2 separate regions of the Mus musculus genome follow, and region 1 is linked to region 2. The links are chromatin contacts, called in public Micro-C maps. All regions are on one chromosome and are shown on one strand. The core of a region is the stretch at or near the end of the contact, and the rest is flanking DNA. Distances in the headings are between cores, read along the strand shown. Region 1 holds the start of Luzp1 (leucine zipper protein 1). Region 2 holds the start of Gale (galactose-4-epimerase, UDP).

Evidence for each region. Hi-C and Micro-C count contacts between places; a contact is called where the count stands out from the background.
Region 1: a Micro-C map of embryonic stem cells shows a contact between it and region 2, with 2.2 times the contacts expected there. The contact joins the promoter of Luzp1 here to the promoter of Gale in region 2. A contact is called at or near these places in 2 of 484 Hi-C or Micro-C datasets (both in embryonic stem cells) and 2 of 115 datasets of contacts at active chromatin or transcription factors (memory CD8 T cells and pancreatic cancer cells).

The regions. Positions count from the first base shown.
Region 1 is chr4:136,467,512-136,471,965 of GRCm38.p6, forward strand. Luzp1 (leucine zipper protein 1) reads left to right here and starts at 2,250. Exons shown (of 5, transcript NM_024452.2): 1 at 2,250-2,339.
Region 2 is chr4:135,961,546-135,965,863 of GRCm38.p6, forward strand. It overlaps Gale (galactose-4-epimerase, UDP), which reads left to right and starts at 2,180. Exons shown (of 11, transcript NM_001356493.1): 1 at 2,180-2,243; 2 at 3,789-3,911; 3 at 4,021-4,136. The coding sequence starts at 3,794. It overlaps Hmgcl (3-hydroxy-3-methylglutaryl-Coenzyme A lyase), which reads left to right. Exons shown (of 9, transcript NM_008254.3): 9 at 564-1,123. The coding sequence ends at 665.

The DNA of each region.
Region 1 (4,454 bases), core at 1,000-3,499, 510 kb after region 2:
GTGAGTTTCATGCCCAGAATCACTAAGGAACAAATGAACAGTTTGCTTATTTAATTAGAGACAGAGAATTATGTAGCCCAGAACGGCCTCAGGCCCACTAAGTTGCTGGGGATGAGAATGGCCTCAGGCCCACCACGGTGCTGAGGATGGCCTTAACTTTGTTTTAAAAAACCTTTATTTTAAATCCCTGTACTCAGGAGGCAGAGGCAGACCTCTGAGTTTGAGGCCAGCCTCCCTTACAGATCTAGTTCCAGGACAACCAGAGCTACACAGTGAAACCCTGCCTTGAAAACATCGACAACACCACCAACCAACTTTATTTTTATTTATTAATTTTTTCATGTGGATGAGTGTTTTTTTTTAAACGATTTATTTATCATTATATCTAAGTACACTGTTGCTGTCTTCAGAAGCACCAGAAGAGGGCATCAGATCTCATTACGGATGGTTGTGAGCCACCATGTGGTTGCTGGGAATTGAACTCAGGACCTTCAGAAGAGCAGTCAGTGCTCTTAATCGCTGAGCCATCACTCCAGCTCCCATGGATGAATGTTTTGCTTATGTGTATGTATGTGTATCATGTATGTACCTGGTGCCTGCAGAGACCAGAAAAGAGTATTCGATCCTTTGGAGTTGGGGCTGCAGAGTGTTGTGAGCTTCCATGTGGGTGTTGGGACAGAACCTGGCTCCTCTGCAAAATGCTCTAACAAATAGGCTATCTCCCCAGTTCTGAACTCTTTCTTTCTTTCTTTGAGACAGGATTTCACTATGTAGCTCTGGTTGTCCTAGAACTTACTATGTAGACCAGGTTGGCCTAGAACTCACAGAACTCTGCCCGCCCTCTGCCTCCCAAGTGTTGGGATTAAAAGCATTTGCTACTATGCCGGTCTCTGCAGTTGAATTCCTGAGTTTTCTGGCTTTACCTCCTGAGTGCTGGAATTAGAGGTATATGCTACCACATCCAACTATGCAGTGTTTGTGATTGAAGCCAGGGCATTGTGCATACTAGACAAATGCTCTACCAACAGAACTGTATCCCCAGCCCCAAAGGGTACTCCAGGTTGGCCCTAAATGTGTGATTCTCCTGTTTCACCCTCTTCAGCATTTGCCTACCAGCGCTCATGGCCATGGATGGCATTATTTTTTAAGACATGTTTTCTTATTTGTAGCCCTGCTTGTCTCAAACTAGCAATGCACCTGCCTGCTGAGTGCTGGGATTAAAGATAGGAATGTGCCACTGCCACACCCAGCTGGAGGTCAACAGGATACAAGTTATAATGTATCCACGGCCCTGTGAGAGCTGGAGTCAATGCCACCAGGTACAGAGAGCAAAGAGGGTTGGTCTTTTTGCCTTGGGAGAAATAGGAGGACGCACACAGGAGATGAGGTGACAAGCAGAAGGGCGGATGTGGGAAAGCGGTGGGTGTGCTAAGGGAAGTTTGGGTAAACTTCAGAGCGTGTGTATGAAGGTAGGAAGTGAGAATACCAGGCCATGGATTTGGCCTTTGTTCCATAGGCAATAAAGAGCTTACACAAGAGGCGTCTCCAGAGACCAGCCATACTCCTGCAGTCAGAGAGGAAGCAGCTCTTAGCCATCTGTGTCCCGGCTTGTGCAGGCTGCTGGGTGCCAGCGCGTGGGAGGGCGCCCACAGAACGTCTCTGAATGTGGCCTGTGCGCTGCAGGATTTAGGTCCTGAGCTACCTTCAAAGTCCACTTCCCCCCAGGGGTTCTCTTGGCCCTAGTACTTTGTACATAGAAGGCATTGGGGGGACTTTTTGAGACCATGTGGCCCACTGCCGATTCCCATTTTAAAGAAGGAAAAGTAAGGGATATAGATGGGAAAGGACTTTCCTGGCAGCACCTGAGGAATGAATGTGGAGCCAGTGGGACTAGAAGTCATGACCTCTGAGCCACGCCCAGTCCCTTCTCCACACTCACTGAGTAAGAGGTGTTTGGTTGAGCGATGACTTCATTTCAGGCCCTAATCCCTTTGCATGGACGATTTTACTGCACCCTCCCAACGTCTCTGAAAGCGTTTCTTTTGAGCGCGGTCTTGCCTTCCAAGTCAGGTTTCCTCCGGAGCCTAGCCCAGGTCCGGGGCACCTAGCTAGGAAGGCAATGAAAACTTGGCTGGGTTCAAACCTTGGGCTTGGAAGTGGGAGGGCTTAAAAAAAGGACCAAAGGAGGCGTGGCCTGGCATACGCCCCGCCCCGGAGCGCTGACGCCACACAAGGCCCCGCCCCTCATTGTCAGTCTGGGGGAGCCTGAGCAGGCGCCGGCCGCTGGGAGCGGAGCGCCGGATCCTCCGGCGGCGGGAGCGCGGGCCGCAGCCGCTGAGGTGAGGCGGCGGCGGGAGTGTGGCGAGGCGGGCGGCCTGGGAGTCCGGCTTGTGTGCCGGGGGTGAGGGGGTCTCGGCCGGGGTGTCCCGGGGACGGCGGGGAGTGCGCGCGGGTTCTGGAAGCGGAGCCGGGAAGGGGAGGTCTCCGGTGGGCCAGCCGGAGAGAGTGTGGCTGGAGTTGGAGGGAGAGACTCAGAGATTTTTTTTTCTTCCTGAGGAGGGGGAGGGACGTTTCTGAGGAGACTGGGGAGACGCCGAGTGAGGGCGAGCGCGGCTGTGGCGGCCAGGGAGGGAGGCGTCGGGGTCCTCGCCGGGCTCCGCGGGGCGGCGAGCCGGGAGGAAGGAAGTGAGCGGACAGGAAGGGCCGCGGCCGGTGTGCGGGACGCGACGCGCGGGGGGCCGGGGAGAGGCCCGCGGCGGCCCCGGGGCGTCCGCAGCTGTCGGCCCCGGGGCTGCGGCCCGCCCGCCCGCCCGCGCGGCTCCCGCCGGCGCGCTGCTCCCGTCTCGCGGGCCAGACCGCCGCGGCCCGGGAAGGAATTCGAGGCATTCGCTTTGTTTAAGTTGCCAGTCGACAGTCCCGAGGACTAATTAATGGTGGAATCTGCAGGGGCACTCGGGTAGCCGCCGGCCCCCTCCCGCCGCCGCGGTGAACTTTCCGCAGCGCGCACCCCGCCCCGCGGCCCGGCAGGGAAGGGAGCCATGGCTTCCCGAAGCGCAGGAATGAAGTGCGGTTTCGGGAGCCGCTTTTGGCCTGCGGCTGGCCAGGCGACTAGCGAGGTGGAAGCCGGCGTCCCGGGCACGGGCACTGGCACGGCGGGGCTGGTGGGTTCCGCAGCCCGGTGGGGACCTCTCCGAGGTGCCTGCGGTTTCTGCTAATTACCTCGCAGGAGCCTCAGCCGGCCGAGAAAGACCCATCTTGCTATGGAGCATCTGTTTCTTCATCGCGTCAGCCCCTTTCCTAACACTGCAGAGCTTGTTGTGGCTTGTTTCGGAAATGCCGAGGCGGGTGCTCACACTTCGGGGTGGGAGAGGGGAAGAGAGCAGGCAGCCCCCCCCCCCATCCCCCTTCACACACCTCCAAAAAAAAAAAAAAAATCTCCGCAGTGTTCTTTAACCGAGCAGCTTGCAGATTCTCTGTCGCACCTTCGATGACTTGAATGACCTTGGGGGAAAGGATTGTGCTTCTGAGCGCCTCGTGGTGGCTTTTCTGTCCATTCAGGAGAAAATAACTCTCTGGACCTCAGTGCCTTTTGGAAGATATTTTTGAGATTTGGGGTTTGTTCAGGGTATTTCTTTTTGTCCTTTTTATTTTATTTTTTTTTCCAACTGCTGTCTGTGGTTCTGGCTTAAGGATCTGGACTAGTGACAGAGCCGGGAAGAATTCAGATCACCTAGGAAGATTTAGCAACCCCAGATGAGGGGAGGCTATTTCCTCTGGGAAAATCTGTACAGTATGTTCCAGATTGCCTTCTGTCACTTTGTGTGCAGCTTTGGTGGCATTTGTGTGGTTAAATTCTATAACCCCCTTAGAAAATTCTTCTCTTGTTAGAAATAATTGTTTTGCACAGAATTTCCCCTTGGGGCAGATTAAGGTTTTGCTCAATTTACTCGGAAGAATTTTCCAGGTTTCTAAAATTAAATCACTTTTCTAAACATAGCAGCTAAAGTTTGAAAAACTAGAAATAGTGGGATGGGTAAGGGATGGATTGGACTATGAAGGCAGGAAGTATAGGTTCACAGCTGACCATCCACTAATAACATGGAGTTTAAAAAAGATTTGTCTTCCTGTGTATGGGAATGCTCACATGAGTTCAGGTGTTTCTGAGGCCAGATCCCTCTCAAGTTTTTGTTATAGGCAGCTATGGTTGGGAGATGCCTGACATGTGTGCTGGAAACTGAACTTTGGTCTTCTGGAGAGCAAGAAGGGTTCTTAAACATTTTGCCCTCTCTCTAGTTCCCATAACATGGATTGTTTGTTAATTAGCCTTCCTCCATATTTTTTTTTAAAGCCTGAAGACCAAGAAAGGAAACTCATACTGTTGAGTTGTCATTCAATAATACTGAGTATTGAGTATATTACGTAGTCATTGCAAGCCTGTGAAGTGCTAGTTGAGC
Region 2 (4,318 bases), core at 930-3,429:
CTTTGAGGTCTGATGGTTGAAAGCCCAGATCTCTTCCACCCCGGCTGCTCGACTTCCAAGTATTTCATCTCTGTAAACCCGAGTAACAACGGTGCGTGTGCTCTCCACTGTCACAGGATTAAGAAAACGCATGGCCAGAAGCATAGGTCAGTGGAGACACCCTGGACCAATCTGTAGCATCAGAAGAAACTGTAGCGTGCTTGGCACTCAGTAATGGCCGGCTAGCAGATTGGACTTACTGTTACAGTCGAGTTGGGTGAGGGAGTGGTCTAGTAGGTGAGACCTTCTCTAGCATTAGCAATGGTCTGGGGACAGTCTCAGCACAGGGAAAGAGACACAAAGGCCAACGAATGGACATCACAGTTCCTGTGGGGCAGGCTGGACCCTGAACATGGAGATGGGACACCACTAATAAGGTCCCTTCCACAAACCGCCTGCTGGAGACAGCCCCAGACAGTGGTCACAACTGTTGCAGGAGGGGCCTGTTTGCTGTCATCTTCCCCTTCCCATGTCAACAGCTGTCTATGGTCTGTTTGCCTTACTTTATTCCTTACTTCTTCAAGGGTGTGAACCTCCAGAAACTTCTAGAAGCTGGGGACTTCATCTGTCAAGCCCTTAACAGAAAAACTAGTTCCAAAGTGGCACAGGCCACCTGCAAGCTCTGAGACCCTCGTTCGCCTGAACCAGAACGGAGGGAATTGGGTGTATACAATGATTCCTGGATGAAGAGATGGAATGAGAGCAAATGAGCCGGCATCACAGAGGTCCCTGTCCCTGATGATAAGGGCTAGAGCTGCCTGGCCTGGGCCAGCTCCCCAGAGCTGTGCCTAAGCACTTGCTTGGGATGGCCCTGGGTGAGTCTGCCTGCCAACAGAGCTGATGTCCACCGCCGCAGGGCCTTTGTTCTACCTCTGAGGACAGAGAGCAGTTTCCCCTTATGCCAGCAGAGCATTTGCTGGAATGGTGGGGGTTGATCTGCATCTGTGGTCATCTGCCAACGAAATCTCCACTCTGTGTGTGATTTTTTTGAAAACAGCTTATGTAATTAAAGGTTTAATTTTCTAATATAACATTCAAACGTGTGTTTATGGGTGGAGGAGTAAAATTGCTCTGAGGGAAGAGGGAAGGTTTTGTGGCTGGTTCATCTTTGGATCTCTTCCATCGCCACACCCAAGCCCCCAGACCACTGACTGGAAATCATTGCTGTGGGGAACACCCTAGGACTCGCTTCTGAGAACGTGCCTGTTTCCAGAGCAGGAAGATAGATCAGGAAGATAGATCTCTTACTGGTCTGGAACTAGCTAAGGAGACTAGGCTGGCTGGCCAGTGAACCCCAGGGATCCATCTGTATCTGCTTCCAGTGAGATAACAAACTTCCACAATGGTCAACTTGACAGTATTATTATTATTATTATTATTATTATTTATTCACGCGCTAGCTATCTTCAGCTTCCCTTTTCATAAACTCACTGAAATTCTGCTGGGCCTGAAGACCTGTACTACCAGGAAAGATTTAGCTTCATTTATGTATTTGTGAGAGAATGCCAGCTATGTATGGTATGTGCAACGGAGGTCAGAAGCGGGCATGGCATCCTATGTAATGAGAGGCGGTAGGTATGTGGGTGCCAGAAACAGGACTCGGGGCCTCTGCAGGAGCAGCCTCCCGAATGCTGGGATTAAAGGCGTGTGCCACCACCGCCCGGTCCCGCTTTGTATCTTAAACCGAGACAAAAGTGTCTTGAGTCCCTATACGGGGGCAGGTGCGCAAACACAGCTTTGGGGGAGGGAGGCAGCGGCTCAGCGATGGGCACAGCAATTGCTACTGTGAATGTCAAGGTTCCTTCGCCATCGCGGGTTTCTTCCCACGTGAACTTGGACGCAGCCCGGGCCAGCCATGTCCTCCAACTGGAGCTGCCCGACCAAGGGTTTGACACAAACAGTGGCTCTGAGTGGAGGGACTAGAAAGGGCCCAGTCCCGACCTTGTTTCTCCTCAACAGCCCGCCGGTAACCGGATGGCGTCCGCACCCCTCATTTCCGCCCTCGATGGAAGCGCACTGCGCAGGCGTTTAAAGCCTGTGCAGACCATTTGTCCCTCCAGGGTTGCCGTCCAGGCAGTAACCCAGTACACACGTTTCCTGGAGGGCGTGGAGGGGCGGGGTCGGGCTGGGCTGTCAGGTCTTAAAGGGGCCGCGGCGCTGGTCGCGGGAGGCGGTGCCTGGAGTCAGCGCTGGAGCTTCCGCAGGTTCGGCCGGTAGAATGAAGGGCTTAGTGAGCTCGGAAGGGCCAATGCTTGGTGGGGAGCGAGGAGGTTCCAAGAGGGTCGGTTCGTGTTCGGAACAGGGCCAGGCTCACCCCTTCTGCTCGCGTTTTCCGCAACCGTAGCGGGGGCCACCCGAGCCCATTCATTCGGGGCTCGGCTCCCCGCTCCTGCTCCCAGCCCAGACCCGAAGTCCAGAGCTAAGCTCCGCCTCGCCCAGGCTGCTGAGACCCAGCATCCGCTCTCCTGCCTTGTACAGACAGGGAAAACTGAGGAGGGGACCGCTGACCAAGGTCATCCCCTAGTCCGGAGCGGAGCGACCTCAGAGCAGCCTTTCTGCCACCAGAGTCCCCTCAGCGACCGCCTCCCCGCGTCTTCGCGCAATGCGGGAGCTGCAGGGAGTCGCGGGGCATAGTCTCGGGGATCCCCCTTAGTCAGTTCTTATTGCTGTGTGACCCCAGGCCGACTGCCTCTGGGCTCAGACCCTAGTACCCAGGGCTGGTAGAAACACCTGCCACATCCAGATGTTGGGAAAATAACGCACAAGTGCGGGGTAGTGATTCTGGGTCGCACTGGACGCCCCGTCCAGTGGGCTGCAGCAGAATAACCCCAGCAGAAACTTGAGGCAGCTCGGAGAAAGACGGCAGCGAGCCAGGTCGTGAAAATGAAAGGCCTCACTGTGTGGACTGCCTCTCTGTCCGCCCAGCAGTTTGCTCAGGGTGGGGATGCACACCTGGCAGCGGAGAGCGAGCCAAATCCACGTCGACACCGGCTCACTTGGTGCTGCCCTCCTTGGGCGGGATCTGTGGCTCCAAGTCAGCTGGGCCAAAGCTGAGCTATTGGCTGCCCCAGGGTGGGGTGAAGCCCTACCCACTCCAGGGCTGTTGGCACTGCAGCCTCTGAGCTGGGCACAGCCTTCCTGGCTAAGGACCCCACCCTTGAGGCCATTTGGCGTTCTTACTGCTTCCTCCCAACTGACCTTCCAGGGGAAGGGTTGTTGGAGCACTAGATGTTAGTCATCAAACCCAGGAACCTTTTGCTCCGGGGAAAAGGTGTCAGTTTACAGGGACAGGTCCCTTTTTCTGTATCCTAGCCTCCCATTCTTAAGCGATGTTCTTCTGCCCGAGACTGTCCATACTCCAGACATGGAGGCAGGAAGGGTGGGTCTTCAAAAGGCCCATCTTCCCACCCTCTGTCAACAGGAACTAGACAGCATGGTGTGTCTGATGTCCTACATATGCAGGTGGCAGACCTTTAAACTGCTTCATTGGGCCCTCCTAATACATGGGGTGTGTACAATAATTAGTTCTAGAGGTGAAAACTGTGCCCTAGAGAGAGTTCAAAACGTCAGCCCCTACAGCCAGAAACTGGTAGTTAGCTAGTTAGACCCAGGGCTGATTCTGGAACCTCTCCTTAAACTAGGGCTCACCCCTACATCCTCCAAGATGAAGGTAGGGGTCGAGCATCCAGTTGGAGTGAGGCCCTGAGCAGGAAGCCTCGGCCACCTCTGAAACTCTGTCTTCTAAGCAGGCGCCATGGAAAAGGTGCTGGTCACAGGTGGGGCTGGCTACATCGGCAGCCACACGGTATTGGAGCTGCTGGAGGCAGGCTACTCACCTGTGGTCATTGACAACTTCCATAACGCCATTCGTGGTGAGTGAAGCTGGGTACGAATCAGTGAACAGTTTCTAGAGGGGTTGGGTACAGGACCCCATTCTCTAATATTGAACACCGTGTGCCCCACCACCACCACCACCACCAGGAGAAGACTCCATGCCTGAGAGCCTGCGCCGGGTCCAGGAGTTGACAGGCCGCTCTGTGGAGTTTGAGGAGATGGACATCTTGGACCAGGCAGCCCTACAGCACCTCTTTAAGAAGGTATGTACTGGGGCTGGAGAGATGGCTCAGCGGGTAAGAGCACTGACTGCTCTTCTGAAGGTCCTGAGTTCAAATCTCAGCCACCACATGGTGGCTCACAATGCCCTCTTCTGGTGCATCTGAAGACAGCTACAGTGTACTTACATATAATAATAAGTACATTTTTAAAAAAGAAGCTAGGT